Regions from separate parts of the Mus musculus genome. Here regions 2, 3, 4, 5, 6 and 7 are each linked to region 1. The links are chromatin contacts, called in public HiCAR-type, HiChIP or PLAC-seq, Micro-C and promoter capture Hi-C maps. All regions are on one chromosome and are shown on one strand. Each heading gives the region's core, a stretch centred on a gene start, on an enhancer-like site or on the middle of the called end of the contact. The rest is flanking DNA. Distances are from core to core; before and after follow the strand shown. Region 1 holds the start of Prickle1 (prickle planar cell polarity protein 1). Region 2 overlaps Gm30665 (a long non-coding RNA gene). Region 3 has its middle 63 kb from the start of Gm30665. Region 4 has its middle 63 kb from the start of Gm30609. Region 5 has its middle 42 kb from the start of Gm30609. Region 6 has its middle 13 kb from the start of Gm30609. Region 7 holds the start of Gxylt1 (glucoside xylosyltransferase 1).

Region 1 (3,356 bases), core at 409-2,908:
CTTACGGAGCTGTCTTGATTAAAACAGAATTTTTAGATTAGGTTGGTCTTAATCTAAAAGTGTATCTATCTTGCTGTCAGGGTTTTTTTTGGTCCTCCCCCCCTTTCTATTCTAAAAACAGACATATTGTTAGGGATGGTCAAACACGGCTGACACCTCCCAAGGGGCCCGGTCCCACTCTTGGTAATAGAAGGCCTCCGAACACTGATACTTTACTGAGGATAATGGCGACAGCAAAGGCTTAGTCAGAAAAAGGCCAGTTGTCACCTAAGTGACAGGCAACAGCTGAGCTCACACATCTGGAGCTAGAGGAGGGCAAACCTTTGCAGCCCTCACTCTGTCTACACCTTGAGCCTGTCTGAAGAGACAGATGAAGTTTCTTTCGTCCGAAAGTACATTAAAAATATCTGATGGCGAACCATGTCAATTATATAACATCAGCGCAGACACTGCCTTCCCAAAGCGCTGATTAAAACCAGGCGGCAGACAGAACTGTTCAGGGACAGATAGGAGATACAATTTCATCAAGTATAATTTGTCATTCATAAAACCTACCCTAAAAGCCACAAATGCAACATTCTTTTTTTTTTTTTTTTTTTTTTTTTTTTTTTTTTTTTTTTTTTTTTTTTTTAAACAGCACAAGTGCACTTGGGCTCCGCCAGCGATTTTTACACATGCTCCTTTTAGGCCGGTTCGCGGTGCGTTCTTCTCCTTGATCCTGGCTGCAGTTCTGCCTCTGACACGTTTTAAAACCAGGAACCAAGTGCGTCAGGCTTAAGACTCTGAGTCCTACAGGGGCGGGCTGGGACTCAAAGCTGTGCCAGCCGTCCCCACGACCTCCCGGGTACACCCCCCGTCTTCAGTCTCCCGAACGCAATCTGTGGACAATTTTCCCAAAGTCCCAAAAATAACACGGCCCTGCCAATAGTCGTTGGCGATGCCGTTTGTTTTTCTTAGAGGGCAATGAAAACTCAACAGCTTTCTGCTGCATCCCGAGTCCCGCTCCTGCTAATTATTAACAGACCTAGTTTCTTCAACTTTTTCTGCCAGAAGGGAGGACGTCGCGGCTCCCCTCCTCTCCCACGGGCGAGCTGCGTGCAGAGCAGGGGTCTCCACCGAGGGCAGGCTGCGGCTGCCTCTCCAGGGCAGGCAGCCCTTCCCGGGCACGCTAGGCGCCTAGTCTCCCCGCCGACGCCAGTAGGTGACAGGCGATCCTCAGCCACTCACCCTCGCCTCCCCGATCTCGCGTGGCCGGGCTCCGGGCCATGCAGCTGGCCTCGGCGCAGGGGGAACCTGGCTGCCACGCAGCACGAGGGGGCCGTGTGCCCAGCCTCTAGGCAGCCACAGCCCAGCAGCTCTTCTCGTGCGGTCCCCGCGCTCCCAAACCGCCGGACGTCCCACCCCGCGCCGTGACAACGCGGCCCGAGCCGCGGCGCCCCTCGCCACTCACCCCACGCGCGAGAGGCGGCCGCGCGGTCCTCGGCGGTGGCGTTGAGAGCTGCGGTCCTCCGCGTCAGGCGCGCTCCCGCGTGCGCAGCCCCGGGAGCGTCCGCAGCCGGGCCCGTAGCGCTGCGGCCGCGCGGTCCAGGTCAGCGCAGGCGGCGCGGGGCTTGCAAGGTGGTGGCGGCTCCCGGGCCGCTGCTCGGCTGCAGGCGGAGTGCGCGCTCCAGTCCCGGCCGCTGCAGAGCACCCGCCCCCGGCCGTCGCGCCGGCGCCAGCGAAATCCCGGAGCGCGGACGCAGGGGATCCAGGCGGCTCTGCGCGCCCACGCGCACAGTGCGGGGCCGCGATCCCTCCCGCGAGGCAGCACCGGCCGGGCTGCGGTCTGCAGGCCCGCCAGTCTCCGCCCCGCCCCGCCTCCGATTCTGTGCCCTTTTTAATGCTGTTGCCCAGGTTCAGCCAATAATCCAGATGGATTGATTGCCAGATAGGAAAGGTGAAGGAGAGGAAAAGGCGAACCCAATTTCCTCTGATCAAACACTTTGATGGGGTCCCTATTAGGGTTCCCTTTCCTTTGGGGGCGTGTACAGAGGGCACGAGTTAATTAAACTCTGAATTCCTTCCGGAGCTCTCGCCTCTGATAAACCCACCTGGACTCGATCCTATTTTGTGTAATTCCCCAGACTGGCCTTACTTAAGTCAGCTCCACAGCCAAGGGGTGAGATTTCAGATCAGGAAGGCCAAAGTGATCGTTTCAAGGAAAAAGCCTGAGGGTTACAGCTGAGGACCCTCGAGGACCGCGGTGTCTGGGGCCAGGACCAAGTTAGCAGGGTGCACTAGATGCAGGGTCCAAAGCCTTCATTCCACCATGAGGATAATTTTTCATTGACCAAGCCACTCTCCGTGTTTTCACTGTACCCGGTTCCCAGGGCTGGGCTGGGCTGGGCTGTCAGGCTCAGTCGCCCACGGTCAACAGGGACTCTGGCTGTTTCAAAGTTCTGCCCTGACATTTGCAGGGCCCCTTAAACCTTATCCTCTTACCTTCTCTACTCCCGGATCTGTGGAATGGACACTATGATCCCATATCTCAGAGGGCAGAGCCCACTGCAGCTGGTAATGACAACTTGACATGTGTCCCTACAAAGCTGGACCTTTGTGGACCTCCCTATGTCTTCTAAACCTTCCAAGATGCTGAAAGAAGCATCCTCCAGGACGAGAAGGCTTTGAGTGTTGCGAGTAGAGAGGATGACCTTGATTGATGGATTTGTATCTCTTTGAGGATAACCAAAGCTGACCGACCATTTTAGGACTTTCTCTGGTAGCAAGCATTTTCCATTTCTTTGGTGGCGAAGCAAAGAGAGCTTCGTTAAAAATGAAGCCAATGGATTACGAAGATGTAAAGTGACGATAACTAAAGTCAAACGAGGGAGCTCCAAAGCTAGAGTCTGTTTTCCTCACCTCTTACTCCTCAGTCGGTTAACATCCTGGATGCTACTGACTGGCACAGGCTGCTGCTATTGAAACCCTCTCCCTCGTGACCCAAGCCTTTTCGCTCCTCAGCATTTCCTTGGCCTTGGCCTTTAAAGTTGTATCTCTTCATCTTGTCCGTACAAATACTTCTTTTAAGCTATAAGCATGGAGATACTAACTAACCTTTCTGCCGGAGAAAACCGGCAAAAAATTGACTCATTTCATGTCTAGACATAGTGGAAAATTAGTACTTTTAAAGGGCGAATTCTACTGTCTTTATTAACGTCTTGGATTTCTATGTTTTTTCCCCCTTAAAACTTCAAAGTACATTGGGTTTTCAAAAATTAAAAATTGAGCGATGTAGTGGGTTTATCAACACAGTCTCCTCCCTTCTGCGGCAGAGTAGGGTAGGAGAAGCTAGAGGAAAGGCTATACTGTGTAGCCTG
Region 2 (3,356 bases), core at 267-2,766, 490 kb after region 1:
GTGTGTGGATGTGAGTGTGTGGATGTGAGTGTGTGGATGTGGGTGTGTGAATGTGAGTGTGTGAATGTGAGTGTGTGGATGTGGGTGTGTGAATGTGAGTGTGTGGATGTGGGTGTGTGAATGTGAGTGTGTGAATGTGAGTGTGTGAATGTGAGTGTGTGGATGTGAGTGTGTGGATGTGGGTGTGTGAATGTGAGTGTGTGAATGTGAGTGTGTGGATGTGGGTGTGTGAATGTGAGTGTGTGGATGTGGGTGTGTGAATGTGAGTGTGTGAATGTGAGTGTGTGGATGTGGGTGTGTGAATGTGAGTGTGTGAATGTGAGTGTGTGGATGTGGGTGTGTGAATGTGAGTGTGTGAATGTGAGTGTGTGGATGTGGGTGTGTGAATGTGAGTGTGTGAATGTGAGTGTGTGGATGTGGGTGTGTGAATGTGAGTGTGTGAATGTGAGTGTGTGGATGTGAGTGTGTGGATGTGAGTGTGTGGATGTGGGTGTGTGAATGTGAGTGTGTGGATGTGGGTGTGTGGATGTGAGTGTGTGAATGTGAGTGTGTGGATGTGGGTGTGTGAATGTGAGTGTGTGAATGTGAGTGTGTGGATGTGGGTGTGTGAATGTGAGTGTGTGGATGTGGGTGTGTGAATGTGAGTGTGTGAATGTGAGTGTGTGGATGTGGGTGTGTGAATGTGAGTGTGTGAATGTGAGTGTGTGGATGTGAGTGTGTGAATGTGAGTGTGTGAATGTGAGTGTGTGAATGTGAGTGTGTGGATGTGAGTGTGTGAATGTGAGTGTGTGGATGTGGGTGTGTGAATGTGAGTGTGTGAATGTGAGTGTGTGGATGTGAGTGTGTGAATGTGAGTGTGTGAATGTGAGTGTGTGAATGTGAGTGTGTGGATGTGAGTGTGTGAATGTGAGTGTGTGAATGTGAGTGTGTGAATGTGAGTGTGTGAATGTGAGTGTGTGAATGTGAGTGTGTGGATGTGAGTGTGTGAATGTGAGTGTGTGGATGTGGGTGTGTGGATGTGGGTTTATGTTGTGGATGGGCCTGGCTGTTCTTGTGAACCAATCACCTAATGAATAAAGGAGCCAATCACTGGGTGAATGGGCGGGACTTCTGGGTTGGAGGGAGGAAGAGAGGACACAGGAGGGAGTTAGGCCCTTTTTGGAATGGAACAGCAGAGGGGTAAGATGTAGCTGCTAGAGTTTCTCAGTATCATGGCAGATCAGCAAGGATTTGCCACAGGAGGAATCAGATTTTAATAAGGCTTACAAGATTAGGTTTTAGTTGCTGCACCCAGAGATTGAGTTATCACTGTTTCTGAATTAGGTTTGTGTTGTGTTTTCCTACACAAGGTGGCTCATCTGGGTTCAAGAGAGAAAGGTATAGCAGCAAAGCGTGGGTTTGCCAGATGTGCACCACAAAGGCCATGGGGGATTTGAAGCACGGGGTTGGCATGGTAACGACCCGTCAGTGGGAACCTAGTGAGCTGGGTGGAGAGACGTGGAGTTCTGAGTCAGAGTCTCCACAAGATAAAAACAGGATGGCTTTTGCCTGACAGTGCATAGCTGGCCAGGTGCTGGAGCAGAGAGTTGCCAGCAGAAACATGCCGGTTTGTTTTTAATATTTCCCACAACAGGTGTGTGGTAGTATGGCAGTCTTAGTGGGACAGTTTTACAAAGACAGGTGCTAGAGAGAACAAGCTAGACACAGGTGAAGACAGAATGATCCAGAGAATGAGCCAGAAAATTAGAACATATTGCCAAAGTTAGCATGAAGCCAAGCAGAGCAATTCAGTCAGAAGTGTGTGTGTGTGTGTGTGTGTGTGTGTGTGTGTGTGTGTGTGTGTGTGTGCCTTCATACTGCTCTGCCTCAAGAGGCCTTCAATTTTTGACACATTATCTGACTCCAACAAAATCTTGGTCAAGGAAAAGTCGAATAATTCTGCAACTGTGGTGGACAGGAAGCCTACCTCAAAGGAGTTCTTCCAGGAACTATTCCTCACTACAAGGAACCTGTTTCCACCAAAGTTAAGTTTTTAAGTTCATTTTGTTTCCAGAAATTTAATATTTACTGGAGGATGTTTTTGAAGTCCCGAATGTCAACTGTGACTCAGTCAAGCATTGGTTTGTCTTCTTCAAATGTGAAGACATGATTAATTTCAGAGAACTTGGTGACATTTCCAGCGTGCCTATCTGAGGTAAAGATGTTTGCAAGGTAGGAAACAAACGGCAAGGAGAGAACATTTTGTGCTTTACTGACCTTCTTGCTATACTCATAGATCAGGGCCTTGCTCGGTTATCATCATCAGAGAAGCTTCCTCCTGCAGTAGATAAAAAAAAAAACAAAGACGGAGACCCACAGCCACACAATGTGCAGTGAGTGAGAGTCCTTGGAACACTCAGTCCCAAATGGGATGTTTCCATCTGAACCCTCCCTTCAGGGCTCAGGGAACCCTGCAGACTAGAAGGCTAAAAGCATGTAAGAACCAGAGGGGTTGGAGAACGTTAAGGAAAGTAGGCCCTCTAAACATGGCAAGACAGTTCCATGTGTGACCTCACAGAGACTGTGGCAGCATGCACAGGACCTGCGTGGGTCCTACAACTGAAAGGGAAAGGTAAATGCAGGCCCCTCCCTAACCCAGACTCTATATCCAATCGATAATCACTCACAACTGAAAAATTAGTTTCTTTTAAAGGATTCTCACTAGAGACACAAAGCACTGTTAAGGTTTAACCACCCATGCCCATCAGTGGCCAACACAAAACACTCAGCGGCAGCGTCATGTTTTGTCATAGCATTTTAATAAAGTCTCACAGGACCTTTGCATGTATTATGGCTTCTAGCTGTGTGCTGTTATGGGTTTTTCTGTGAACAAACATGTGTCTTTGTCTCTTTGTGGTTTATATGGCTATTTCCCCCTTGGATCTTTTTCTTGTGTTTGTTTTTTTTTTTTTTTTTGTCCTATTCTGTTTTTTTTTTTTAAATCTCATTTTATCTCATTATTATCCCTTAGATGTCTGTTTCTAAGAGAAACAGAAAGGATGGGGATTTGGGAGGTGTGTGTGTGTGTATGTGTGTGTGTGGTGTGTGTTTGTGTGTGCGTATCTCAGAACAGTTGAGGAGGAGAACAACCAGAACATATTGTATGAAAAAACTACTAGATGAAAGAAAAATAGGAAAGAAGTGATAGAGTAGAACCATGACTAAATTAATTTTTTTTTCTCCTAGTAGGAAGACTGTTTTCAATCAACAGCTCCAGTCAGGCTACATGGAAGACATGTAGGCATGGGATTGGACTCAAGAGCAAAGATGTGTGTGACATGTAATAGTGTCTGCTTTTTCATTGACTTTATAATGTA
Region 3 (3,356 bases), core at 611-3,110, 450 kb after region 1:
TCTATGTCTGGCATTCAGAACATGTGGTATCTTGTCAGGAGCTCTAACAGGCTTGGGGTATATAGCTGATTCTGCTTCATACTGGCTATGTCTGATATTCATTTCTGCATCAAAGCCAGAAGACCCAGTTTAGCCTGAGTACAGGACTCTAAAGAAGTAAAGGAACTCACCCGGTGGCCAAGTTCGTCTGTGGGTTTTCTGGACATCTTCATGGTCCTAAGATGTCCTTGCATCATGGGCCCTTCTCTCAAAGCTTCATACACTATGTTCTTGGGGCTTGATTATAGATATGTTGACCCCGATCTATTATCTTGTTATCTTAGGATAACCTTTTTTAATTTGGGGAGAAGCCAAATTACATGGTACCTTGACTCTTGCATTCGTTGTACACGGAAAAGGCAGTTTCATGTAGGGAAATCAGTGCCTGCCACAGTCAGTGCTGAGAAAACTGAAACACAGCTCCACACCGCCATTCTCAGCCACTGGGTGAGTTCCTTTACTTCTTTAGAGGCCTGGGCTCAGGCTCAACTGGAACTTCTGGCTTTGATGCAGAAAAGAGTATCAGACATAGCCAGTATGAAACAGAATCAGCTATTTTATTAAATCGATTAAGAAAGAAATTGTCTCCAGAGCGAACGAGGGAGGGTAGGGTTCCCTGAGGGAGGGGATCTACATGCTGAGGGTCCTGGTGTGTAGCATGTGGGGAAGCTCTCTGTCATTCCACTGCCTACCAGGTTTCTGGAGACCTTACCCTCCTCAACCTCTCTCTGTCTTGCTGCTCTCTGATAATGGAGATGATAGGGTGGCTCAGGAGGTTCCTGGAACTGAATTACATACCTGGTAAAAAACTAAGCCCCAGGGCTTCTATTGTTGCCCAAATGGTTTAGGACTTGATTCTCATTGGAGTATCGGGTGAGGTTCCTAGAAAATTGCAGCTGTTAAGCTAGGGAAGAGAAAGGGTCCAGCAGTTGATAAATACATGGGAGTTCATCTTTTGCTACTGGTGGGAGGTGCTTACCATGCTAATCACTGAAGTGAGGCACTTCTTTATATCCAGTCATATCTATGAACACTTTCCTATTTTGAAATTCTGCCCCACCATCAGCTTGTATTCCCCCTTGAACCTTGTCTACAGTAGCCTGTGGCATGTGGGTGGCTGAACGTCTATAGACTCTTCCCTAGGTGAGCAAGGACACCACAGGGTCTCTCTCTTCACGAAATTAAAGCCTTTTAAATGAGTTTATAATTTCATATCTTGGAGCTGTGATGGAAGAGGGGCAGTGTAACCGACTCCCGAGATGCCCCAGGAATCAGTCCTAGTATAGCATCCCCTTTCCTTTTAAAGGCGTGAATATTAAGGCACACCTTCCTCCTGTACAACCTTCCACTTGCTCCTCTCCTGAGCCATATGTGTTTTGGATCCTCCCTCTCTACATTTTATTCCCAGTACCTATGCCACAGTTTGAATGTTGGGATGCCTGGAAATCACCTCTACACAATGGATCAGTCCATCATCTTTAAACTTCGGCCCAAAATTTTCAGGGCAGGGACAAAACATAGGAGGCCCTTTCCACAGAGTGTTACACAGCTGGATTCTAGCCAGCTCCCGTCTAAGCTTCCTGCTCCTGCTCCCGCCCCTGTCCAGCCCGTACCGCCGCTCATTCTTGCAGGATGCTGATCCTCTCAGCTCACATCCAAATTCCCCTTTAAACTCAGCTTGCTGCCCACACAGCTGATCCATCCCACGTCTCCAAACATTTTCCAAGTCCCTCCCACGAATCTGTTGCAAAGGCTGCTGAACCAGACTGTCATAGTTAGCCATAGCAACAATGCCACTTCTCTGGTGCAATCTTTCAATATTGGTTTCATTATCACGGTGAACGACTTGCTGACTCATCACTTCGGTGAGGACGGCTTTACTCTGCCTCGTGCCTTGATGACGAGTTCCGTCGCCCTTATCTTTCTCAGTTATTTAAGATCCTAGAGTATCTCAGGCTCACTCCTGCACACATTTGTTGACGTCATTCCTTCTAGCTCTTTCACAATGACCAAGTAAGTTTTTTTCCAATTCTTAAGCCCTTCTCTTTTCTTAAATAAGGATTTTTATTTTATGTATATGTGTGAGTGCCCTCACGCATGCCTGAGCACCGTGTGCATGCCTGGTGCCTGAAGAGATCTTGAAAACTCCATCAGATTCCCTGGAATTGGGAGTTGCAGGTAGTTGTGAGTTGCCTTTGAGGATGCAGGGAACTAAGCCCTGGTCCCCTGCAAGAGCAGTAAGTGCTCTTAACCACTGAAGCACCTCTCCAGCCACTTCGTAACCCTCAAGATTCTATGTGCCTATCATGTGGGAGCATGTCACCCGTGGATTGTCTGTAAGAAAGCATTTGCTCTCCCAGTCACTTGCTTGTCTCACTTAAGGGATAATCAGCAAAAGGAGAAGAGAGGTGTTGCTTGATTCTTCTTTGTTTTCTCACTGTCTTAGGTCAAGGGTGGCTTGAAAATACTCAACAAATATTTACTGAATGACAGGTGTGAATGATTACTAAGTTCATTGAAAGTCTCTACACTCTATACTGTTTAGACTCTCTGAAGGACTCAACTTAGTAGTCAGAAAAAGAACAGATTTCTCTCCATCGTGCTCATCAGTCTATCTTCATATTAAATCTAATCACATAATAACAAGAGCAAGCATAACCAGCATAAAGACATTTGGCCACACAAATCCTGACTCTTTCTTGGCACATAATTTACACCTCATGGAGATGTAGAATTGGCGTGTTCACAGAGATAGGCAGCACTTTGCATCTGTAGGTGGCTGCCTGCAAAACTCTCAGAGCTCCTACTGAAGTTGGTTTGTAAGTCTGGCGATGTGAATTGTAAAACATTTTAGTCAAGCGAAGATAAGAAATGGTTACGGCAGGGACCACAGAGATGGCTCCGAGGTTGTGAGTGTTGGTTTAATTTAGAGGGCCTGGGTTTAGTTTACAGCTCCCACAAGATGACTCACAACCATCCATAACTCTAGTTCCAAGGGTTCCGATGACCTCGTCTGACCTCTGTGGGTACCAGGTAGGCACATGGCATACATATATACAGGTAATACACTTGAAATAAATAAATAATTAATTAAACAAACAAGCAAGCAAGCAACTGAATAAACCTAAAAGCTTTGTTTAAATAAATGTTAAGTCTTTGGAATGTGGGTGAAATGTCCTAGCTTAAGAACACATGGTTGTAATGTCAGTTTTGGGTTTATGGGGAAGAGATTATGTAGTAGAAAGAGACCAAGGGAAATCACATAAGGAATTCTTTCTTTCTCTTGGGCTTTGAGAGTCACTGGAGGAACTGCACGT
Region 4 (3,356 bases), core at 375-2,874, 430 kb after region 1:
ATTCATGGAGTTCTGGGGCTCCCTACAGTTGTTTTTGACCAGAAGTGTTGCTAAAAATAACTTTCTGGGAAGCAGTTTCCATGAACCTTCATTTAATTTTGTCGTGACAACTCAGCCACAGCTCTCAATGCAAGTCTCCAGTTGGCTTCAATACAAAGGAACAGTCGTCTGCTAATCACTCAGTGGCCTCACAGGTGTTGCCTGGCAGCATGTGCAGTAGATGCTGTGTTGGAGAAGCATGTGTGGCTAGCAGCTGTAGCTGCCTATGACACTGCAGTGCTTTGAATAAGAATGGCCCCAGTAGGCTCATAGATTTAAATGCTTGGCCATTAGGGAGCAGTGCTACTTGAGAGGGATTAGGAGGCGTGGCCCTGTAGGAATAGATCTGGCCTTCTTGGAGGAAGTGAGCCACTGGGGATGGGCTTTCCGATTTCAACTGCCAGTTGCTCTCTCTTCCTGCTGCCTATGGATCTGGATATAGAACTCACTACCTCTCCAGCACTGTGTCTACCTGTGTGCTGCCATGCTTCCTGCCATAATGATAATGGATTGAACCTCTGAAAATGTAAGCCATTCCCCTTTCCTTTCTAAGAGTTGCCTGGTGTCTCTCCATGCCTGGTGTCTCTTTGTCTCGGTTTGAGAGTCAGTTATAAGATAGTACCACACAGAGTGTCCAGGGGCAAAGGTTTCCTTCTGGGAAACACTCAGTAAATACTCTTTCCCCACACAACTGGTGTCCAGCTCTTCATAGACCTCCCTCTAACTGGGCACTTAGTGATCCAGACTTGAGTTTGTTTTCTACTCCCTCCTGAGAGTATCAGCATAATCAATGTAACACAACACTATCCAGGCCAGATCACAGGGGAATCTTTCACACATCGCCTCTGGAAGCAAACATCTTGGCTCTTAATGTGAGAACCTCCTTTAGTGTTGGCAAGTTGACCGATGGGGAAGAGAACGAGAGGCCTGAGCCCTTTCAGGAGATCCCCTTATCTTGAAGGGTGAGTTTGTTTAAAATGTTAGTAGCCAGTGGAACAAAGAATTCCTTGTATGATGGAGAACCTTCCTGAATTTATTTTTCTACCAAAAGATATGTGAATTGAAGAAAACTGTCTGCGGGGAAAGTAGCATTTTTTTTTAAATTAATCACATTTTTGGATTGCTGGCATTTGCAATTAATACTACTTTTGTTTCTGCTTGTGATCCAAATGGCAGGTAGAGGTTACTTTGATTTAATTATGAGCTCTCAGCATTCTTCCCATACCACCAATTTAGGCCGTCTAGACAGTGCGGTCGCTCTATGGTGAGTGGGCTTCCCTCTGGGAATTCCTTTCTTTTGGACCATGGAAGAAGTCTCCACAGACCTTGAAAAGACTTCCCACATAAGTCTCTGTGCCCTTATACTTCAATATCTGCGATGCCACAATGCATTAATACATCTGTATCGTATTAATACTGTATTAGAGCAATGCATGGGTAATACGATATAATAAAAACAGGGCTCAAGCCTAACGTTCTCACGTGGCTCCGCAAGATGAGAAACAGCATTGTCAGTCCCAGCTCGCGGGCCTTGTGCCTGCGGAGAGGCAGAAGAGGCCTGGGGCCTGCCGTGAGCAGTATAAACCGCCATGCGGTCCACGCCAGTGCTGCTGTCCAGAGATAAAGAACGCAGACAGGCAGACTAGCTGCGCTGTGGGTCCGGAGTGTTTTCATAATTCCCAACACCCTCCTCTTTCACATTGTTGGTTTGTCATCCTCTAGTAATTGTTCATAAATCATTGCTGCAATTGCTTGTGACTCTATAACATTCCCTGCCAAAAAAAAGTATTGCAACAAATAGTTGAGAAGTTCTTTTTTTTTTTTTCTTTCTCTTTCTTCCAAAATAATTTTCTTAAAAGAATTTGGATCTTGCATTTTCAAAACGATAGGAAAAAGCATAAAGAGCGACCGGGTGTGGGGATAAGGCTTTTCCTAAAAGCCAAGTTTGCTGGAGATAATTTCATTTCCAAAGTGAAGAACACGAAGGCCCAAGCCTCAGACCCGCCTGTTTTTTCTAACCACATTTCCATTCCCTCTCCAGCCCGGCCTGGCAAAGTGCATTTCTCTGCTGTTGACTCGTCTCACAAAACCTTTCCAAAGACAGAAATCCCATAACGTTTCGGGTTAATGAATTCTATTGTGTTGTAAGGACTTTACAGGGACTAACCTAAAGCTTCTATGCTCCATTTGAAATTAATTATCCTGGACTTTCACCATCATAACTAAGAATTAAAACCAGCTGCTCACCTCTGCCTTGCCACATTCCCGCAGCACGTTGGTAGGCTTGCCTTTTCATATTTCCATGCTACGTGGGCCCAGATCCTGTGACCTTTCTTTGGGAAGACGGTTTTCCAACCCGTTCATCATTTTCATTGTGCTTCTTTGGACAGACTCCAAAGTCTCTTTCCTTGGGTGGGCCCACGGTTTTGAGATAGCAGTGGCTGAGCCGTGGAAGTCACTTCACCAGAGATATGTAGCCTGCATGCCAGGGGCCATTCTTTGTGGGGGGGGGGTGTCATACTTCATTTTAGACACGCCTGCTGTAAAAACACAGTATAGATTAAAAATAAACTGGGTAAGAGTGTTCACCTAGGCTCTCTTCCAGAAAAACACTCTAATCTATTTAAGATATGACAGGTTTCCCTAAAGTCTATGCATCTACATAGATTTCAGAGAACACCTCTTATGGACCATGAAGGGTATAGTATCCGTACATTCGTTTACTCATTTATCTTTTCATTGATTTGAGAATGTTAACCAAATGCCTGCTGTTCCCTGATATAGTCTAGAGACAAAGGAACTGGATTATTATCTTGCTCATGTAGCTGCTTTACACTGAAGAGCATTTAACAACACGGAGAGACAGTGTGTGAATAGTTTGATCACTGATGGCGGCCCTTCTCTGAGCAGCAAGTCATTTAGTATGTACTTGCTGAGGTAGCCAGCTTTCTGTCACTGTGACAGAGTACCTGAGGCAGCTGATAAATAAAGGACCAAAACCATTAATTTTGTCTCCAAGTTTTAAAGGTTCCAGTCCATGATCAGTGTGAGTCTTATAGGCTCAGGCCTGCGGCAAATATGTACATCACGGTTAGAACCTGTGTTAAGCAAAACTACACATCTCATGGTCAGAAGCCAAAGGAGACTGAGGAGGAGCCTTAGGCAAAGGGATCTCACTCAAGTGCACACTCCCAATGATTGACAGACATCCCATCAAGACACACCCCTTAAAGGCACCTCTGACTTCCTAACAGGCCCACTCTGGAAACCTAACATTTAGCATGTATGGCTGGGAAGGACACTTAAGATCGGAATTG
Region 5 (3,356 bases), core at 471-2,970, 410 kb after region 1:
GACCTTTGGCTACCTGGGGTGGGGACGGTCATAATATCTGGGACAGGGCCTTGTAAGGAGCTGACAGGAAGGTATTACATGGCCTCTGATCTTCGTGCCTTCTGTGCAGCAGGGAATAAGGGAGCTGAGGCATGAGTGGTTTCTAGAAAGACAGTCGTCACATAATCAGCGTGCCTGTGTGTAGAGGTAAGGAGTGTCTCACAGTGCAGGAGGCAGACGAAAGACAACGGCTGGGTACCAGTCTTTCCATTTGATTTCTCTGAAGGCCCCAGCGAGGAATCAATGCTTTTAGCCAAGCAGCTTCCAAATGCCTGTTATAATTACAGGGTTACAGAGGACCTGGAACATTTGATTTTAAGCTAATTGAGGACAGGGATTACATCCCTCTGTAGCTTTATACTTTCTTAATTAAATAAAAGTTAAAGAATAGAATATGTAACTCGACAGGCTTAATGAAATTAAGGTAAGCCCTAGATTTGCTTCCAACTTACTGATTAAAAAAAATACTTAAATCGAATCATTGAAGAAAGACTAATACATTTTTTATCCTATTATGAACACATTAGAAAAATGCACTTTCCAAGGTCAAAGCCACCCACTTTGTGCAAAAGATCCTGATGTTAGCTGTTCTCACCAAGTCCAGATGGGCTGCCTTGAGGAACTTATCTTCTTGTATTGAGCGGAGGATGCTTAAGATGTCTCCTTGCATCCATAGCTATTTTTCAGAGAATTCACAGACACGAGATTTATTTTAGATCCTTTGCCGAATTTCTTCATATAGATGTTACTACCACAGTCCCTGTGTGAGGACGTGTGTTACTTCTGGTAGTACAAGACCTCAAGTCACAAATTAATTTCTTTTCAGTGGCTTTGGAAAATGTTAACCCTCAGCATGAAAACCCTTATTAGGGGAATGAAAACCGAGAGCCCGTGAAATCATGGGAAAATACACGGGGGGGGGGGTGCCTATGCTTTGCCCCTGAGTGGGGCTTTCCTTCGCCTCCCAGTGACTTGCTATCCCATGGTGGCCACACATAGGTGAAAGGATTCTTACACGGGACACAAAAAGAGAGAAGTGGGCCAGAAACCCCAGAAGAAGAACACTAACTCAGATTTCCCAGGACTGGCTACTGTAATGACGAGAGATCTGCAGAGAAGATGAGTGTGAATGTTGAAATAAGAGTTAGCTCACTTAAAAGAAATTTCCCTTGTATCCCCCAAAGACGTCACTAAATCAAACTTCTTCCTTGCTTACACTCTTCCCTCTGTAAGCTGGGCTCTACTTGACTTATTGTAATCATTCTCGTACATTCATAATACAGTCTCTGCAATCTGTAAAACCCTCTCCCCCCATCTCATCTTCTCCCCTAAAACAACAGCGTGGAATACTTGATTTCAAGACTGGCTTCCTCAGTCAGGAAGTCAAGGTACGTGGGCTTAAGTGACTGTACTATAACAGTGAGACTCAAATTGGGGGTCATTTGTTTCTATAATCGATGAATTTGTAAGGTATGTCGCTCACAAGCTTGCAAGTCTTTTCCTGACCTGGCTCCTCTTTCCTTCTTGAATCTTGTCTCTTTCGTTTAGCAATCTCCTATATGCATGGAGCATCTCTTCCAAGCTCAGTTTTGCCATCTTTATGGCTTCTGCCTTTGATATTCTGCTTACCGTATTTTTCTCCTCTAGCTCCTGGGTGATCTTAGCGTTTCATCATGTGAATAATGTCTTCCAGAAACCAACACTGCCTAGTCACCTCCCCCTTCCAGATTAGCAGCCCTCTGAAGTACCCCAGCCTGCCTTCTGTGCTTGCATCTCTGTATCTGACACACATAATGTGTGGTAATAGTCTCCCTGCTGATTTGTAAGCCTTATAAGGACAGCAGACTGCATCCATTCATCCTAGTTCAGGGAAGGTACCCAGTACTCTTTTTTTTTTTCCCCTAGCTGACCCTAAGGGCTCACAGGCGAGCATGTTCCATACTGAGACGCTTCCAGCCAATTGACACCTTTCCCTTAGAACTTCCTTTAAACGTTTTAGCCAAACGTTAAATCGACTTAAAAAGTATGTCCTATATTTAGAAATATAAAGACTCTCTAGTGAGCTTGTGGCCTTGGGAGACCAATGCAAAGACTGAATGTCACTTTCAGTCAGGGTAGGGGTCGGGGTGGAGGAATAATTAAAGGCTTTCATGCCGTTACCTTGCTGGTTGCGTTTTTTTCTACTATCTACTTTCCAGCCTCAGATTCCAGCCAGCTCTATCTTTAGCTCATCTATCAAGATTGGTGAGACACGTCTGGGAACTATTTGTTATCTCTAGAGAGCCAACTCACAGGTCAAAATAACAATAAAAATGCAAATTTAGAGGAGTCTCCCTTGAAAAAGGCTATTTGCTTTCTTGGCCCGGGTGTGTTGCAATCCTAGAATCTTGCTAAAAGTTAGTTTCTGAACATTTTCCATTCACAAATTTTGTAATGCCTTCTTATAATTCTTTGTTCAATGTCTCCATCCCAACACATGACTTCGAGAAGTCAGGCACATTCTGGTTTTCAAAAAAAAAAAAAAAAATTGCTTAATCCAAGGGAATGAAGTTTCTTAAAGGTTATCTGCCTTGAATTACATCCAAGTTCTCCACGAATGAGCTATGTAAATCTTGCCATATGTTCTTGCCATACTGGTGCATCTGAGTAGATTGAGATATTTATAAAATGATCTAGGTATATTCATTGATTGAGGAAGATTGTTTTCTGAATATTGAGATAATTTAGTGTCTGGCACTGCTTAATTAATTTACCTAGATAAGCTAGGTTGGTTAAAATAAACCTATAAGGCCTTAATTTATTTTGTCATGGAGCCTTTTTCTTTCCCCCCCTGGTGTAGAGAAGGTCTGGGGAGCAGCTGGCCACCAGCTGGAGCTTCGTGGCTGGTTTACTGAAGTGAAATTGGGACTTTAACAAGCTTAGGTGTAACTAGATTTCACCTGCCTCTCAGAACTACCAACGCTCTCTCCCTTTCTACCCGACTACTCCCCATGGCTGGTTGTTTGGAGGGTCTGTTTTCAATATTTCTGCCCAGACCATATATGATCTGAAAGCTTTATAGTCATACCCTGGATTTAATTACGACAACAAAAATGTGTGAATTAAATCTAGCTTCTTTTTGAGAAGGTAAGATCAAGACGAGGGGTGGGGGAGCTTTTGAGGAAATGGCCACTAATATATTTAAGTTCTCAGAGGTTATCTACAAACTGAATTCAAGTGATAGATCTAGCTGGATTTATGTTTCCACCAACTGATGGGAGCCATATGCTCAGATCAGTACTTGTAGGAGGCTACGTTTATTTCACTTTCTCCTAAGC
Region 6 (3,356 bases), core at 610-3,109, 350 kb after region 1:
CTTTTAACTACAGTGTCCTACCTCTTTGTCCACTGTAGATGTAGGATTTGGTGTGCTGAAATTTACTGGGTTGTCTTTCCAAATCTGAAGGTATTCCAAAATTATACATACTTGTTGTTTTCATTAGTCATCTTTACCTTTTGGATTTTAGGCACAGAACAAAACGTGGAGTTGGCCCCCACACAGTGATGAGATTTCATCGAGATCAGGAGAAAGGAATCCAGGGGATTGAATTTGCTGTGATTTGGCCCTCTACCTTCTGTTGTTCCACTCGCCCCCACCTGATCTGAAGGCTCTATCAGAGACTCACTTCTGACTGAAGCTTTTCTGTTTTGTACTTAACACGTGTAGTTCTCAGTAAAAGAGGGGACTCTCCCTTCATTGTTTGAAAAGGAAGAAAAAAGAAAAAAAAGACAGGACAGGGGCACTTTGTTATCTGCCTTTGTGAGCAGACCATTCTCATTCTTGTTAGATAAGGTCTGTAGTGACCTCCATGGCTTTACCCCTTCATCCTAACCTGTCTCATTGTATGCCTCCCCAGTTGATTAAAATCCTCTCAGTTATTTCATTGTATTCACTAAGGCAAGGCAAACCTTTACTCCCTATTGGGCAGTGGTTAGTGGCTGCTTCTAACTTAACCTAGTTAGTTCCTTCCTTGAAAATGACTCTGAGGCAAGGTGACGGTCAGAGAGACTGTTGTTTCAGCAACAGCTGCTAGGTTGTTTTTTCTAGGGGGAGGGGAGCTATGTCCTAGACACATATTATTTCTTGTGTCAAGTTTATTACATTTTATAGGAACAGATTGAAGTGTAAGAAACAGTGGTTTGTACCTTTTTTCCTTTCTGATTTTCCAAAGCAACAAGGACATTTGTCACCAGTCGTGCTTAGTGACTGATGGACTCAGTATTGTCAACTCTTGGGTATAGATCAGTGACTTGAGCTGACTACTAAGCCAGGTAGGCTGTTTTCATTCCAGAACGCTCGAAGTGTAGCTAACACTTTCCTTTGTCACGTGTTGTGAACTGTGTTCCACAGCGACTAAAGTCGTTGGACTCTTCTTTGGGGAGGGCCAATGGGAGATGGAAAATCAGAAGACCAGTCTTTAGGGTGTTCCTTAGGGATTAAACCATCACATGGTCCCCTCAGCGGAGCACAACTCCTCATCCATTTACCCATTTATCCATCTATAAAAGAAGGGGCAGATCCTCTCAGTGTTCTTTTTTGATCTGCTTATGTGATGCTTAGCATGGATCTTCTGTCAGAATCTCCATGGCTCACAGCTGTTCTTGATTATGTATGACTCCCATTGATCTTAAATTGGGGGGGGGGAGATATTTTCTAAAATTGCTTTAAAAGTAGCTCTAATAAGCTTTGTGGCAGATTACCTCCCCTAAAAGTCAATGTTGGCCTTGCCATGTATGGCCTGAGCCCTGTGAGGAATTCACTGTGACAAACACCCATAATGCTGCTCTGAGGATAACCTTACAAAGCCTCTTCATGAATGACTACCGGGATTCATGCCCTGAGAGAAGATGTGGTTTGTTTTCTAATCAAAAATTGAGTACAACTTTTATCAGGTGGGCCAAAGGGACACAGGATTAGTCATAGAAAATGAAAAAGATTAAATATGCCTTGATGATACTCATACTTGAGAAGTGAGTTTGGGTAGGAAAAAAAAGAGGTATTCCATTTAGCACCTTCTTCTGTGAGCAGAGAAATCCAAGCCAGGTGATGAGTGTAGCCTTGCCCCTTTCTGTGATAGTAGACCTTGCCAGGCATTTTCTAAGACAGAATTTAAGTATCCAGCTTTCTAGTTTCTTTTCTGCTGAAACCAAAACCAAAACCAAAACTGCCTCTAACCAAAAGCAGTTTAGAAGAGCATAGGATTTGCTTCGCTTAACCATCTAGGTTATAGTCACTATTGAGAGAAGTCAGAGCAAGGACATGAGCAGACATTTGGAAGCAGGAACAAGAGAGGAAGGCTAGCTAGCTCAGTCTCAGGCTGAGGCTTAGTTACCTATTTTTATAGAGCCCAGAACCAAAGTCTAAGGAATGGTGCTGCCCACAGTGGGCTGGGCTCTCCTACACCAATTAACAAACAAGACAGCCCTCCATGGATATGCTCACAAGTCAGTCTGATCTGGGCATTTGTTCAATTGAGGTTTCCTTCTCACTCGACTCTGGTTTGCATCAAGTTGATAGTGAATGTTAACTAGGAAAACAGAAGCCCATATAATAGAAATTGAACTTTTTAGATCCCTAGCTACAGACAAGTAGAGTTTCTCACTTGGTTATCACTCCAGTGTTGAATTACTTTGCTGTTGCACCTGGCACATCGGAATTTGAAGCCTTTCCCTTTAACTATACTGATGGAATGGTCCCTGTTTTAAAGCAAGCCCAGTAAAATATTCTAAGTCATCAACTGTAAGGTGCAACAGGCAAATCTTTACTGAAATATATGATAAAAAATTGCGTCAAAAATATTGGAGTCCTGGTGGGGGTATAGGGGACTAGTAAGTCTAATAAATGCACATGATTATTTATAGAGAAGGAATGACTCTTCAGTGCTGCCGAGGAGCTGGGAAGCTTACAGTGAGGCCTACTGACAGGAGCACTGACATTGGCGCCTTAGGTGACATAGTGTTGGCTACACCACTGTGCCCATCAAACTTGTCCAACGTCACCAAGGCTTGGGTGTTGCACTTCCAGTCTGACCACAATATGTCCACAGAGTTAAAAAAATTAGGTTTCATTCAATACAACACCATGTATGTTTCCCAACTATCATGCAAAACTATCACGTTTTGATGCTTTGGTTTTGAACTTATCCTATGGCCATTAAGAGTAACACAGCAGAAATGTGAAGGGACAGAGGGAACAGTTTATTACATTTTTTTTCCTGCCTTTTCCTCAGCTCTGGGTGAATAGTTAGGGTATGCGCACAAAATTCATGGATGAAAAATTGTATTGAATTAAAATAAAAATTTAATTATATCTATTCATTCCTTCGTTTGAATGTTGATGCATTTTGCCGACTGGTGACGTTAGGAAGAATCTCAGAGCCATTCTTTTTGTTTCCGAAAATGATCATAGTTTGGTGTAAGCCATAGAAGCTGAGAGCAGGACACAGGAGTTCCTCAGATGCTGGGATTTTGGGCCATGTATCTCATTTTCCTAAATTGCTAACCCAAGGTGAAAGATGTTGGACCACAGCTTCAGTAAACAAAACTCATGTCATACACAGCAGATGATGCCCAGCTAGAAAGATAGAGCAGGGAACACTTCTCTAAAACTACAAAAATTCTCAATGATTGCAGCTCTGTATGTCAAAGGACTCAGGACTGATATCGTGAAAA
Region 7 (3,356 bases), core at 400-2,899, 320 kb before region 1:
TGGAACTCCCAATGAAAACCAGACAGGTACTGAATTTTCCATCCTCCTACCTTACCTCCTGAATGCTGAGAATACAGGTGTAAGCCACCAAGCCTAGTTTGAAATAATCGTTTCAAATAGGATATACTAGTTGAAAGGAGATTTCTCTCAAACACTGTCCTTACCATTTAAAAATGTTTTCCTTCCAAGTTGGATTTTTTTTCCCCAAATACTTCTTATGTAATTCTGGGCAATTAATACTTTTGTTTTGTTTTGTTTTGTTTTGTTTTTTGAGACAGGGCTCCTCTGTAGAGCCCCGGATATCCTGGACATTGCTCTGCGGACCAGGCTGGCCTCGAACTCAGAGATCTGCCTATTTCTGCTTCCCGAGTGCTGAAATTAAAGACATGCACCACCACCGCCAGGCTTTTAAATGTGTAGCCCAGGCTGGCCTCGAACTCATGGTCCTCCTGCCTCCGCTCTCCTCGGCAAATCCTACTGGGGGTCTGGGGGTGTAGGTTGTAGGCAGTGGAACCTGAGAGCACACCTATACCCCACATTTCTCTGACTACAATCAAACCATAAACCAAGAGCTCACTATCTCCATGCTAGCTTCTCTTTTACCCGCTTCCCGCTGGAAAAGACCATCAACTCTCAGATGCTACATAGACAACAGCTCAAAGTGGATGTACTCTTTTTACAATTCCTGTCTTCCACTCTCCAATTAGTTGGTCTCAGAACTGCCCAAACACAGGAATCCACCAAGGAGGCAGTGCGAATTAAGTAAACTGCCCAAACAGTTTTCCATTTAAATTTCATGATTCTAACCGTGGCAGTGACTTATGCAAATCCACCAACTCATTATGCTGTGTTATAAATATTCATTTCTTTTTTTTTAAAGTGATTTCTTCATACCTTACTCCTCCCATAGATATAAGCATATTAAGTATCACTCATGTTTCTGAACTTCCTTTACGTTTCCAAAAAAACGAATATTTTCAAAATAAAAATTCACAGCTCGCTTTATGCCACATCCAGATTTCTTTAGCTACGGCTACTGATAAAAAGCTAAGATTTAGGCGGAAAATTTAGACACCTGGGAGGTGGAGGGCTCAACTAGGGCGCCAGCCTGATTCTCAAATTACTCAGCTTCGACTCCATGGAAACAGGAGGGAATCCCACTAGCCGCAGTGTAATTAGGATTTTGTGGGACACCACTTACTTCCAACGAACCTTTCAGAAAGTTGCAAAGCGATTCAATTTCTAACTGGTCTAACACTGAATCTGAAGCCAGCCAGCCAGTGCTCGGTGATGGAGCGGCGCGTCCGGCCCTCCCAGACCTCCACTCCCGGCAATGCGGCTCATACCTGCCCGTCCGGCCCGGGCCCGCGCTGCCCGCGCCTCTCCCCGTGCCGCGTCCACCGTCCGCCAGCCAGGAAACTACCGCGGCCTGCGGCCTGCGGCCCCCGGCAGCTCCTTCCTCCAAGGACACCGCGAGCTGGCTGAAGGCGTACAGCAGCGAGCAGAAGCCGCAGGCCAGGCACAGCCCTACGACCCGCAGGTAGCGCCGCATCCCGGCCCGCGCTGCCGCCACCGCCGCTGCCGCCGTCACCGCCGTCACCGCCGCCGCCGCCGCGCCCGCCCGGGCGAACTACGAAGAATCGCAACGCGCAGCCGCAGCGTGACCAGCCTGGTTCCCGCCCCTCCCCGCTCCGCCCCTCCGCCCGAATCCCCGCCAGGTCCCACTCGGTCCCATGCCGCCCAAGCCCAGCACCCCACACGACACGCCCCTAGCCCTGCCATGCCCCGCCCCGCTCACAGCCCCTCCCACATCCGGCGCAGGCCCCGCCTCTGTTTCAAACCACAGCCCCTGCCTGGTATTGTCCCGCCTCCGGGCCACGCCCCAACGCCCGGCCAAGGCTCCGCCTCCGCAGCGCACCCGGAAGCGGAGCTGAGCGCTGGCGCTCTCCCGGCCTTCACGCCGAGCCTTGAGATGGATGCTGGTTCCTCTTTACAGATTGCCCGGCTCTGAGCTGTGGACAAGTGTAGCGAAAGAAGCAGGGCTGTAGGCCCTTGCCCTAAATCTGCGATTTTTCTTTGCGCAGTTTGTGGCGCTGGGCAACTTGAATTCTCAGGCATCGCTGCGTTGACTAAAAAGAAACCGTGGTTACCGCACTTGCTAACTCTTCCTCGACCCATCCTGCTCCTCACGGACCTCAGCGTCGGGTCTAAAACATCTGTGCTTCGTGGGATGTCGTAAGGCGGCGGTAGTGCAATGGTGCTTTGCTTGCCCATCCACACAAGGCTGGGAAGGCAGCCTTATTAGACGTTGCTGACAAATCATTTGCATACCCAAAGCAAAACTGGTCCTCTCCAAACCCGGCCTCCCTTCCTTCCCGCCACACTCCACGCCTTGAGCTGGGTCACGCTGAAGCCTCGTAGGGACCTAGGGACGGGGAGGAAGGCAGATATTGAGAATGTGCAGCTCGGGGACTTTGGTACGGGAGACCTGTGGACGATTTAACAAAGCTTAAACTCTATGATTATTCTTAGTCCCTTAATAGGCTTTCGTTGACCAATCGTGTCATACCCAACATACTTTTGGCTCAAAACCTTTAAAGCAACCTCATCGAATCAATGGTTTCCACCATTCTGAAAGCTTAAAATGTCATTAGATGAGATCTGACACCTGTCAGTTTTTCCTGTTTGCTATAATCAATCTGATGGTCCAACCGGTATCTGGAAACTGCCTTAACTTCTGACTTTATTCTGTATTGGAACGTGTTATTCCACCCAACCCGAATCCATGTTCCCAGGCAATACACACGCCATTCACATCTGGTGCAAAAGCTCTTATTCCCTTTTGAAGAAGGCTGTTGTACAAAGACAGGATAGCCACCGGGTGTGGACACGCCCCAAAGTGAGTCGCTTGTACCTTCCAGTTAGTATAGCAGAGTATTCCTGAGCGAGGGTGGCCCTCTTAAGAGAAGGAATTCTAGACTGAGCGAGCAATGAAAGCGGCTCTCGTATTCAGGAGACTGAGAAGCGCGATGCCAGGATGAGTCCGCAAGAAAGGACTCGGGGAGTGGTTAAGACTGCAGAGAGGGATAGCAGTTACTCTTGGAAACTCTTGGAAGTTTGAACTTGATCTGCTTGAAGGTTTTTAAGGAAGGAAGGAAGATGATCACATTTGCATGTTAGAGAGCGAGTCTGGTTGGAGTGAAGGCTGGGACAGAGATGAGAGATTGGAGTAAGCGAATCCAGAGCCAAAACTGAGACTTAAACACTTAAAAATCCACTTAAAATGCACACAAGATATACTTGAACACACTTAACCTGCACATGCACCTAAATACATGTAAACAATTAAATGCTTT

What was found. Promoter capture Hi-C pulls out the DNA fragments that hold promoters and counts their contacts. A called contact is a pair of places that touch in the nucleus more often than the background predicts. HiCAR-type assays count read pairs that join an accessible place to other places. HiChIP or PLAC-seq counts read pairs in DNA pulled down with a chosen protein or histone mark.
Region 2: a HiCAR-type map of Th17 cells shows a contact between it and region 1, with 6 times the contacts expected there. The contact joins the enhancer-like site here to the promoter of Prickle1 in region 1. A contact is called at or near these places in 12 of 39 promoter capture datasets (the 3T3-L1 cell line, 3T3-L1-derived adipocytes, the HPC-7 cell line and 8 more), 1 of 15 datasets of contacts at CTCF or cohesin (the NIH/3T3 cell line), 5 of 484 Hi-C or Micro-C datasets (the C2C12 cell line, Th1 cells, cerebral cortex and 2 more) and 11 of 115 datasets of contacts at active chromatin or transcription factors (the SCID.adh cell line, SST interneurons, Th17 cells and 8 more).
Region 3: a contact with region 1 is called in a promoter capture Hi-C map of hippocampal neurons, with 9 times the contacts expected there. The contact joins the enhancer-like site here to the promoter of Prickle1 in region 1. A contact is called at or near these places in 15 of 39 promoter capture datasets (the 3T3-L1 cell line, 3T3-L1-derived adipocytes, the HPC-7 cell line and 9 more), 1 of 15 datasets of contacts at CTCF or cohesin (the NIH/3T3 cell line), 2 of 484 Hi-C or Micro-C datasets (cerebral cortex and palatal mesenchyme), 10 of 115 datasets of contacts at active chromatin or transcription factors (the NIH/3T3 cell line, the SCID.adh cell line, SST interneurons and 7 more) and 1 of 9 other capture datasets (embryonic stem cells).
Region 4: an H3K27ac HiChIP or PLAC-seq map of the NIH/3T3 cell line shows a contact between it and region 1, with 6 times the contacts expected there. The contact joins the enhancer-like site here to the promoter of Prickle1 in region 1. A contact is called at or near these places in 11 of 39 promoter capture datasets (the 3T3-L1 cell line, 3T3-L1-derived adipocytes, cranial neural crest and 6 more), 9 of 484 Hi-C or Micro-C datasets (adipose-derived mesenchymal stem cells, cerebellar granule neurons, cerebral cortex and 4 more) and 13 of 115 datasets of contacts at active chromatin or transcription factors (the NIH/3T3 cell line, the SCID.adh cell line, VIP interneurons and 10 more).
Region 5: an H3K4me3 HiChIP or PLAC-seq map of the SCID.adh cell line shows a contact between it and region 1, with 15 read pairs. The contact joins the enhancer-like site here to the promoter of Prickle1 in region 1. A contact is called at or near these places in 14 of 39 promoter capture datasets (the 3T3-L1 cell line, 3T3-L1-derived adipocytes, the HPC-7 cell line and 9 more), 1 of 15 datasets of contacts at CTCF or cohesin (the NIH/3T3 cell line), 9 of 484 Hi-C or Micro-C datasets (the G1E-ER4 cell line, cerebral cortex, cortical neurons and 4 more), 17 of 115 datasets of contacts at active chromatin or transcription factors (the SCID.adh cell line, T-cell acute lymphoblastic leukemia, astrocytes and 12 more) and 1 of 9 other capture datasets (embryonic stem cells).
Region 6: a contact with region 1 is called in an H3K4me3 HiChIP or PLAC-seq map of the SCID.adh cell line, with 10 read pairs. The contact joins the enhancer-like site here to the promoter of Prickle1 in region 1. A contact is called at or near these places in 10 of 39 promoter capture datasets (the HPC-7 cell line, cranial neural crest, embryonic stem cells and 5 more), 3 of 484 Hi-C or Micro-C datasets (cranial neural crest, nephron progenitors and uterus) and 11 of 115 datasets of contacts at active chromatin or transcription factors (the SCID.adh cell line, craniofacial prominence, differentiating embryonic stem cells and 8 more).
Region 7: a Micro-C map of embryonic stem cells shows a contact between it and region 1, with 5 times the contacts expected there. The contact joins the promoter of Gxylt1 here to the promoter of Prickle1 in region 1. A contact is called at or near these places in 4 of 39 promoter capture datasets (the 3T3-L1 cell line, hippocampal neurons and liver), 16 of 484 Hi-C or Micro-C datasets (CD8 T cells, LSK cells, astrocytes and 10 more), 5 of 115 datasets of contacts at active chromatin or transcription factors (astrocytes, embryonic forebrain, embryonic stem cells and 2 more) and 3 of 9 other capture datasets (adipose tissue, liver and pancreatic islet).

What each region holds. Positions count from the first base shown.
Region 1 is chr15:93,594,244-93,597,599 of GRCm38.p6, forward strand. Prickle1 (prickle planar cell polarity protein 1) reads right to left here and starts at 1,659. Exons shown (of 8, transcript NM_001033217.5): 1 at 1,451-1,659.
Region 2 is chr15:94,088,530-94,091,885 of GRCm38.p6, forward strand. The region is part of intron 2 of Gm30665 (a long non-coding RNA gene); the gene reads right to left. Among named protein-coding and RNA genes, the nearest start is that of Gm30665, 18 kb to the right of the region's middle. Within about 2 kb of position 1,517, at least 22 of the 459 cell types and tissues checked have an H3K27ac peak or open chromatin away from gene starts, as enhancers often do. A contact at or near this core is called in the SCID.adh cell line, Th1 cells and Th17 cells, where this site is marked.
Region 3 is chr15:94,043,576-94,046,931 of GRCm38.p6, forward strand. No RefSeq gene overlaps it. Among named protein-coding and RNA genes, the nearest start is that of Gm30665, 63 kb to the right of the region's middle. Within about 2 kb of position 1,861, at least 23 of the 459 cell types and tissues checked have an H3K27ac peak or open chromatin away from gene starts, as enhancers often do. A contact at or near this core is called in cerebral cortex and hippocampal neurons, where this site is marked.
Region 4 is chr15:94,024,132-94,027,487 of GRCm38.p6, forward strand. No RefSeq gene overlaps it. Among named protein-coding and RNA genes, the nearest start is that of Gm30609, 63 kb to the left of the region's middle. Within about 2 kb of position 1,625, at least 59 of the 459 cell types and tissues checked have an H3K27ac peak or open chromatin away from gene starts, as enhancers often do. A contact at or near this core is called in 3T3-L1-derived adipocytes, the NIH/3T3 cell line, craniofacial prominence and 3 more, where this site is marked.
Region 5 is chr15:94,003,286-94,006,641 of GRCm38.p6, forward strand. No RefSeq gene overlaps it. Among named protein-coding and RNA genes, the nearest start is that of Gm30609, 42 kb to the left of the region's middle. Within about 2 kb of position 1,721, at least 21 of the 459 cell types and tissues checked have an H3K27ac peak or open chromatin away from gene starts, as enhancers often do. A contact at or near this core is called in the SCID.adh cell line, embryonic limb bud, neural tube and 1 more, where this site is marked.
Region 6 is chr15:93,948,767-93,952,122 of GRCm38.p6, forward strand. No RefSeq gene overlaps it. Among named protein-coding and RNA genes, the nearest start is that of Gm30609, 13 kb to the right of the region's middle. Within about 2 kb of position 1,860, at least 21 of the 459 cell types and tissues checked have an H3K27ac peak or open chromatin away from gene starts, as enhancers often do. A contact at or near this core is called in the SCID.adh cell line, where this site is marked.
Region 7 is chr15:93,273,530-93,276,885 of GRCm38.p6, forward strand. It overlaps Gxylt1 (glucoside xylosyltransferase 1), which reads right to left and starts at 1,650. Exons shown (of 7, transcript NM_001357006.1): 1 at 1,347-1,650. The coding sequence starts at 1,552.